Regions from separate parts of the Mus musculus genome. Here region 1 is linked to region 2. The links are chromatin contacts, called in public Hi-C maps. All regions are on one chromosome and are shown on one strand. The core of a region is the stretch at or near the end of the contact, and the rest is flanking DNA. Distances in the headings are between cores, read along the strand shown.

The links. Hi-C and Micro-C count contacts between places; a contact is called where the count stands out from the background.
Region 1: a contact with region 2 is called in a Hi-C map of cerebral cortex, with 8 times the contacts expected there. The contact joins two enhancer-like sites. A contact is called at or near these places in 6 of 484 Hi-C or Micro-C datasets (cerebral cortex, embryonic stem cells, nephron progenitors and 2 more).

Annotation. Positions count from the first base shown.
Region 1 is chr8:9,928,075-9,932,673 of GRCm38.p6, forward strand. No RefSeq gene overlaps it. Among named protein-coding and RNA genes, the nearest start is that of Lig4, 46 kb to the right of the region's middle. Within about 2 kb of position 2,132, at least 16 of the 459 cell types and tissues checked have an H3K27ac peak or open chromatin away from gene starts, as enhancers often do. A contact at or near this core is called in cerebral cortex, where this site is marked.
Region 2 is chr8:9,705,149-9,709,226 of GRCm38.p6, forward strand. The region is part of intron 1 of Fam155a (family with sequence similarity 155, member A); the gene reads right to left. Among named protein-coding and RNA genes, the nearest start is that of Fam155a, 64 kb to the right of the region's middle. Within about 2 kb of position 2,468, at least 11 of the 459 cell types and tissues checked have an H3K27ac peak or open chromatin away from gene starts, as enhancers often do. A contact at or near this core is called in cerebral cortex, where this site is marked.

The DNA of each region.
Region 1 (4,599 bases), core at 882-3,381, 220 kb after region 2:
GCAGATATTCTTTAACATCTGGAGTGTGTGGTCACTTGCTTATGAGAGTGTATTGCTTTGCAATATTATCACAATCTATCATGATTATCTCTCAGACTTGTGGCCTTGAGCTAGGTGCTCTGTATCTGGCTCCTTTATCTGATTTCTGTAAATGACCCACAGTCAGGACTCCACGTGGTTAAAAGGTATCACTGCAAGAGAATCTAAATTTATCTAGTTGAGACAGAACTCACTGAGGACACAGAAAAAAGAAAGCATACACATAAATAAACTTAACTAACAAATAAATAAATTAGAACTTAAGTGAAAGTGACAGTTTATATAATACTTGGTGATACATAATGGAATTGAAATCTTTCTGAGGAATCAACAACTTGGAGGTGACAGAAAGGACACATATTTCCAGAACGGCGTCCCTCTTTTACTTTCACTTCAGCATTTCAAAAAGTAAGCACCTTAAAAATGCGTCCCCCATGGAAGGATGTAAATGCCACATGGCAGAATGTCATCCTCATTCTGCATAGCCTATGGTTGGATTATTCTGACTCAAATGGAACTTCCCTCAATGTGCTGGAAAGGTATGAAGGCGTAACTTTCAAACAGACCAATGAAGAGAATCTTGTGCAATCAAAAAACACTGATGAGTGAGCATACATTCAGTGCTGCTGTGTAGTCTAGGTGTGTGCATGTGCACACATGAGTGTATGCATGGGTGTGCATATGCATGCGTGTGCACACACATACATGTGCATGTTTGTGTGTGTGTGTGTGTTTATTTAATTCTACTGGAATGGATATTGTGCCTGTATGCAGGTCTGTGCATCTCATAAACGCCTGCTGCTCATGAAGGGTATTCTTCTAGAGTGTGGAATTCTCTGAAACTGGAGATCGTGAGCCATCATGTGGATGCTAGGAATTGATCCAAACTTCCCTGAAAGAGCAACAAGTGCTCCTAACCACTGAGCAATCTCTCTAGCTTCTGGGGCGGTTTTTTTTTTTTTTTTTAATTTGAAATTGTAAGGAGAACGTTCATAGAAAAAAAAAAAAGTAACATTGTACCACCTAAGAAATGATTGTTAAAATAAAAAGGAAAAACAGTCAGTAAACAAATAAAACAAAAATGATTCCCATGTGAAAAAAAAAAGGTTATAAGGGACCTAACACAACATAAAGAAAGGAGTCTAATGAAGGGCAATGGGAATATTGAACAAATCACATAAAACAGAGCATCCCCTGGATCCTCAGTATCCAGCGGATCAGCAGAGGTCCTGGGGCCTGCGAGATGCTCGGCAGGTAAAGAGATGTGCTGCCAAGCCCAGCGCGCGGAGTTACACACACACACACACACACACACACACACACACACACATGCACACGCACACGCACACACACACACACGCGCGCACACACACACACGTACAAAAACATAGATCTCAGCCCTGGTAGTCATCTCCTTTCTGGAGCTATGAAATGGGGGCATTGGAGCCTGGGGAGGCTAAGGAAAGTCTCCAGCTATGTGAAGATGGGTTGGGACAGTCACGGAGCATGGAGAGTAATGCCAGGGACAGCCTGAAACAAACACCAGGTAGGGTGAAGCCCTGGGAATGACACAGCCTGGGTGCACTAGAGCCAGGACCTGAGGCTCCTCCATGCCACACTTCTACCCATCAAATCCAATACTGCCTTCAAGTGAGTCTTCCTTAACTTAAAATACAAAATATTCTAAGGAATGCGCATGAAAGCCGATATTTTCTCAAACCATTTCCTTTTTTTTCTCTCTTTTTTAAAAAAAAATATCTTACAGACTGCTTTAGAGTCATCCACAGACAGCTCCAAATTATGGAAATCCGCAGTTATAAAACAGGAAGAAACTCCTCTACTTATAAATAATTCATGATGGGACTCCACTGCATTATAATCTACCCCGGTATATTTTAAGTGGAAACTGAGTTATAAACGATGTCTATTCTCTTAATGTACTAGCCTTTGACTCTGAGGATCCCACAGTGAGTGAAGTTTTTTTATATGAATTGTCTCCCTCAATCTAGGAAAGCGAACACAGCTGGTGTGGGCCAGGAGGATGCTTTTAGGAGCTGACGTCCATCCTCAGCCAGATGACACTAATACTGGCTGGCTTTGCCGTCTTCCACAGTCATGCCGGTGGCATATGTCCAGGGTACCACTCACTTGTCACCCTGTCTCCTACACTGCAAACCCCACACACTGTCTGGCGACCACACAGGTTCTGCAGCCTCGCTGCCAAGTGAGTTTTGGACTTCTCGGGAGACAGATTGAGCTTAAAAGTGCCCACACGTACTGAAGCTACAACATTTGGGAGGGAATTTAAACACGTGGAGTCTTTGGTTTAACATGAGAAAGTGGGAATAATAAACACCCACATGCTCTAAGTGGTGAACAAGAAGACTCTCTGCATCCGATTACTATTCTATAGCCCTGTCTGAGCCGCATCAGTCCTTCTTTTCCCCTATTCTGCTAATTTATAAGCCTGATCATCTATTTCCCAAGTGTAAAATCTCTCAAGGACTCCTTAAAGAATACAGATTAGTCCTTGGATCAGGGTTTTCAAGCCTGTGCATGCCCTGGCCTAACCCCTGACTCACTTCTGCTCTCTTGGCCATCTAGAAATGTCAGATGCACCCATGGCTACAAAGCACAGATCCCAACTTAAACAGCCCAATATTTCCTAAATACAACTGAACTTCAGTACCCAGGCACTGTTCTCAGAGTGCATACATAGGCTACTTCCTCTGTCCCCTCTGATTGATGTAAATCTTCTCAAAGCCCCAGCTTGGTTTTGCAATTCAGGACTGTCATTTTCAAGAAACACGGAGTCATCCTTTGAAATGTGAGCATCAGGAAAGCAGCCCTGCATCTATCAATGCCTCTTTAACATGCCCTTCTATGTTTACCACAGACCCCCGGAGTATGTTTTAAAAATAAGATACAGAACAGTTTAGTATAATAGTTGCAGAAACACAAAAAACAAAGGCAAAAGATGCAAGATGAATTCATGAGTATTGAGAACTGTATTAGTTTCTTCTGTATCGTTGTGATCAAAACACCAAATGAGAACACTTTATCAAAAAGTGATTTCCGCAGTGTCTCACAAGCAGCTATGGCAGCTTGGACTCATGCACTTGAGCAAAATGCAATGGTGGCATGTGTGCAAAAAAGAAGCAGCCCTCTACCTCATGGAGGACAGAAGGCAGAAAGAGGAAAGATGGGCCATGTGTGAGCTCTGCAATTATCTCTACCAGTCACCTACTTCCTCCAGGTAAGAACTTATATTAGCAAGGATTTTCTAGAGAAACAATTTATAGAGTAGATATATAGATAGATATATAGATAGATAGATAGATAGATACATTAATAATTCGTAGATACATGGCTACCTAGATGATTTAGATTAGATAGAGATAAAGGATTTATTAGAATGGCTTACAGGTTTTGGTCCAGCTAGTCGAACAATGGCTGCCAAACAATGGAAGGACCAAGTATTCAAGGCTGGATGGCTTTCCTGGTTTTTAGTATCCATCAGAATCCCAAAGAAGTAAGCTTTAATGCTAGTGAAGGAATGGAGTTGCTGGCCAGAGTGAGGGCAAACAGGCAAAGAGAAAGAAAGCAGGCTTCTTTCTTTTAATCTCCTTTATATAGGCTTCTAGCAGAAGGTATAGTTCAGATCAAAGATGGATCTTCACAACTCAAAGATGTAGATAAGAAGTGGATCTCCCCACTTCAAATGACTTAATGAAGAAAAAAAATCTCTCACAGGTTCACCCAGCCATTTCGGTTTTAGTTAATTCCAGGTGTAGTCAAGTTGACAACCAAAAACATCCATCATGGGGTCCACCTCCTTAAGCTTCACCATCTCCCTCAATAGTGCCAGCAGCAAAAGGGCAGCTGCCTCACACATGAGCCAGAGTGGGAATTGTAGGCAAACCACAGGCAAAGGTCTGGGGACATGTCACAAGGGAAAAATGTACTTATTCAAACTTCATAGGTCTTGAATCTGGGTGGAATCTTCCAGGAGTCTGATAGTAAATTACCCAGATGTCCCACTAACCACTGCTTGTTTGCAAGTTTTGACTTAGTAAGGGAACTGCCTCTCAAAGTCTGTCTTCAGGAGAAATTAAAGATAAGTATTTTTTCAGTTAAGCATTTTTTTTGATTTTTTTTAAAAATAATTAAAATTCTACCTGAAGATCTTTGTTTCTCCAAAAATTAATCAGGCTTCTGTATGAAAAATTATCTTTTTATTTATGTATTTCCATCCTCAGTCATTTATGCACATCTAGCATGATGCTAAGTATCTATTTTACACTTTATGTTCTATGATTCCAACTGCCCCAGCCTTGGAATTGACTGTCCTTTGTGTTTTCTCCATTGTCCTTTGGATGTGGCCCCGTTGCTGTGGGTCTCTCTGATACCCTCATGCACCATTTTAGTTAGAGTTTTACTGCTGTGAACAGACACCATGACCAAGACATCTCTTATAAAGGACAACATTATATTTAATTGGGGCTGGCTTACAGATTCAGAGGTTCAACCCATTATCATCAAGATGGGAGCATGGCAGTG
Region 2 (4,078 bases), core at 1,218-3,717:
GAAAGTTAAGTAAAATTCATGAAATAAAATACATCGGTTAAGTAAATCCCTTTCTTCCTCCTTTTACCATTCCCCTCCTTTGTGATATATTTACATTAATTCTGTGAGACTTTATAGGAGCATGCAGTGTGTATTCTTAACCTCTCCCCCTCCCCCACTTGAAGCCTGCATGTGTCACTTCATACTGATGACTGACAGCTCTCAGATGCCACTGTTCATGTTCACATGTGTCTCCTGATTATAAAGACAGCGTTTTAAAATGATCAGCCATTAAAGGTTCAATCATTTATAATGCCAACCTCTTGGACACTAGCATAAATAAGCTGGATTGCCTAACAACCCTCCTTAAGTATACGCGACTCTTACAGATATACTGGATTTCCTTTCTTCCCTCCTGTAGCTTGGTTCTTACTAACTTTTGAGTCCAATAATAATGGTGTACGATTTTCTCCTTGGGCCGGGTGGCATGTAGTACGCCCCTTTCTGAGATGCCTTGGTTACAATTCTCCTGGCCCCAGTGTGTTCTGTTTACTAGCATGCAGCATTTGCTTTCAGTTCTATTTGCCCCTACTGCTCCAAAGTTTTCCCTTCTGCCATGAGATGGGTAAGTGATCCAAACATGCCGGATCTGTCCTCACCAGCCTGATATGGTCGGTGGCAGTGCCTGGCTATTTCAGCTTTGCCTGAGGTTTCTGGGAGGAACTTTCTCCACAGGATGAGGAAGTCTGCCTGCATGTATCACCACACTGTACAGATATCTGCATTTACCCCCCATTCTTTACAGATATTTTGAATTCCTTTTCTTTCCTGAGTGACAGCTTACTTCCCCCATGCCTGCTTTTATTGCAACCTCTTTCCATCAACAACCATAAAGTCTTCCTGCTTTAATTTGTCTGCCCACACCCAGTTTATTAAGCGGTGCTGTCAGAGTTCATTTCTGAGATACCTTTCTGGCTCAACACTTAATTGCATGGAGAGCTGTTACAGGGATCCTCTCAACTGTAAAACAAAGAGAGCATTTCTTAACAGGAAATAAAAGATTTTGACGCTAGCATACTTTTATAGAAATTTTAAGTCATAGACACGGGCGATACTGTCTATATTGTTTTCTGTTTTTCATACAGATGAGTTCTCACAGAATCAATGGCATGTTTAACACCAGCAGCCAAGGGTTGCCTTGACAGCTAAGTCAGTGAAGTAGTGGCCTTGGAAGCAAGGGTCCAAGCTCCCATGGAATCCACATTAATAAAAGGTCGAATGTGGTGGGATGTGCTCATGACCCAGTGCTGGAAAGCTGGAAACAGATGGGTCCCTGAGGATCACTAACCAGCCAGCCTGGACCCCGGTGAATGCCAGACCAAAGAGAGACCCAGTCTCAAAAGGCAAAGATGGGTAATGACCTGGGAGGGGGGGGGGGGTTATGCTTGTCCTACACACCCGGCTTTTATCCTTCTAAGTGTGGGGGTCTCCGCTGTCAGTCTATTCCTTGGAACTGATCATCAATTGTCTGATGCAGTGATTTTAATTTTGTGTATATGTTTGTCTTTTGCATGGAGAATTGTAATTAATAAATGCATAATACATATATGTTTCCAGTTAAGGGTACTCACCTGTGGTCTCTAGCAGTCAGTACATTTCCATTCCTGGTTGAAGCACAGTTTTTGAAATGAGTAACAACCCTTGTGCTTGTGGATGCATAAAAAGTCATGACCTGCCATAGCAAAGGTTGATATCTGAGTTTCTGTCAACAATGATATTTCTCGCCTGCCCTCTCCTCTCAGCAAATTCCGTTTTCTCTTCATTTTGTCTTAGTTTTGTTCATCTCCTTTTCCCCTACATACACTCAAGAAACAGAGGAGCCATGCCCTTGAAAACATTTGATACAGAGCACCCAGAGAGGGAGGACTTTCACTGTGAAGACTCCTTGCGGTTCTCTTTGTAACCTTTCAAAATAGAATTAGCCGCTGTAAGGGGAACCAGCATCCGGGAACTACAGTATTTGGCTGCTGACCCTTGGAATACAATCCATAGGCCGAGGAGTCTTGGCAATTAAGACGAACATTCTCTCCAAACACTGCAGGACAAAATTCAACGTTGTTTTAGATGGTAAGTAGTAAGGACAGCATAAAGTCTGGCCTTCTGGGCATCTGTTTATGTCAAGAACTTTTCTCATTCAATTTCATAACAACTCTTTCCTCGTCTTGCTGTAGAGGAAAGCAAGGGCTTAGGGAATATAAGTTATTCAAACAACCTGGAAATGGCAGAGTTGGAGGTTCCCCACTGCCCATTTGTCTCTGGACCTCTTTTCCTAAGTGTGGACCCTCTGCCTATAACTTAGTCCAGCCCTGAGGGCGCCTTGCAAACTGACTGTGGCTGGAGACATTGCCTCCTGCAGGCTCCTACACCTTCAGTAGGAAATCAAAGCAGGCAAAGTCACGAGCAGATGAGGAGGTAGAGCCTCAGCCTCCGCACCTTCTGTTCTGCTGACAGCTTCTTTCCTGGGTCTGGCTCCGCAGAGCAGCCCTGCTGTTACTGATGTGGCCGTGACATGGGTAAATGTGTGCAAACGGCTGAGCTCAGTGCCAAGGACACAGTAGACACCAGCAAACTCTAGCTCCCTCGAGCTTCCTGTAACCACCCTGGTCGATAAGTTTTTAAAGGATGAAATGGTGAGCAAAAGCAGCTAGCTCTGCATTTGTCACCTTTTCTAACTGCCCCTACATCAGCATCTCCATCCTATTCAGAGCCTGGCAGTCTGGACTCAGTATTCATGTTTACAAGTGGCTTTAACTTTGTAAGGCTTGTATCTCTGGTAACTCTCATAAGAGGGTCTGTGGACTGATAATGAGAATCCTTTGAAGATAGAATTAACAGGTGTTAAACACATCAGGCCAAAGAGCCACCAATCAGAAGAACGGTTTTAAAAAGTGATTGGGTGAATGAATGGAACAAAAATGGAGAAAGCAGGGTCTAGTTGTGTGCATATCTGCTTCACAGGAGGCAGAAACAACAGCCACGGCGCTGAAGAAGACAGGGGGTCCTCTGGGATTCCATGCACATGTATTTCACAATCAATGAGAATAAAATTTTCCAGGGGGAAAGGTAAATAGAAATTGAGGAAAAGAGAGAATTGTGATCACATTTTAGGAAATTTCTATGTCTCCATCATTTCTTGGAACTTGGCATATAAAGAACAATTGGGGGCTCCCCAGCATGGCTCCTCTGTTTCTTGAGTGTATGCAGGGGGAAAGAAGATGAACAAAATTAAAACAAAATGAAGGGAAAATGGAATTTTTTGAGAGGAGAAGACAGAGGAGAAATGCCATTGTTGACAGAAACTTGGACATCAACCTTCACTATGGCAGGTCATGACTTTCTATGGATCCACAAGCAGGGATGCGCTCTGTGGTAGAGCAGTTCCCTAGCATGTTGTTTGAGACTCCAGGTTCAACCCCCAGCACCACATCCAAAGGAGATAACTACAACTGATATTTGTTTGGTTGCCTGAACTATAAATCTAAGAATTATAAATATAAGAAGGAGGGAGGGAGGGAGGGAAGGAGGGAGGCAGGGAGGGAGGGAGGGAGGGAGAGAGAGAGAGAGAGAGAGAGAGAGAGAGAATGACACATGTACACATGCACACACATATGCACACGTGTGGATGCCAAAGGAAGACATCGCTAGCCTTATTTGAGTGTTCTCCTCCCACCTCATTCAGGGGGCCTTACAACTGCACCCAGAGCTTGGCAACAGGTACAGTCCAGTCAGCCAGCTAGCATTGGGAATCCCAGGATCTCCCTCATGAGCACTGGAATTAAAAGCTGACATTACACCCACTGAGGATTTTCATGAGAGCTGGGGTACAAACTCTGACCCTCACAATTGCATAGAAAATGCTTTCTCTGCATCCCCCCTCAGACCCTCTGAGGGTTAATTCTGGCCTAACTTCTCTGGGCAAAAAGATGAATGACCAAGGAGAGGTTACTACTATTCAAGGTCCTTGGCTTTTAGATATTTTGTTTGAATTACTTTAATATGATTATTACTCTTTGCATTGTTTTCATTAATATGATTTGCA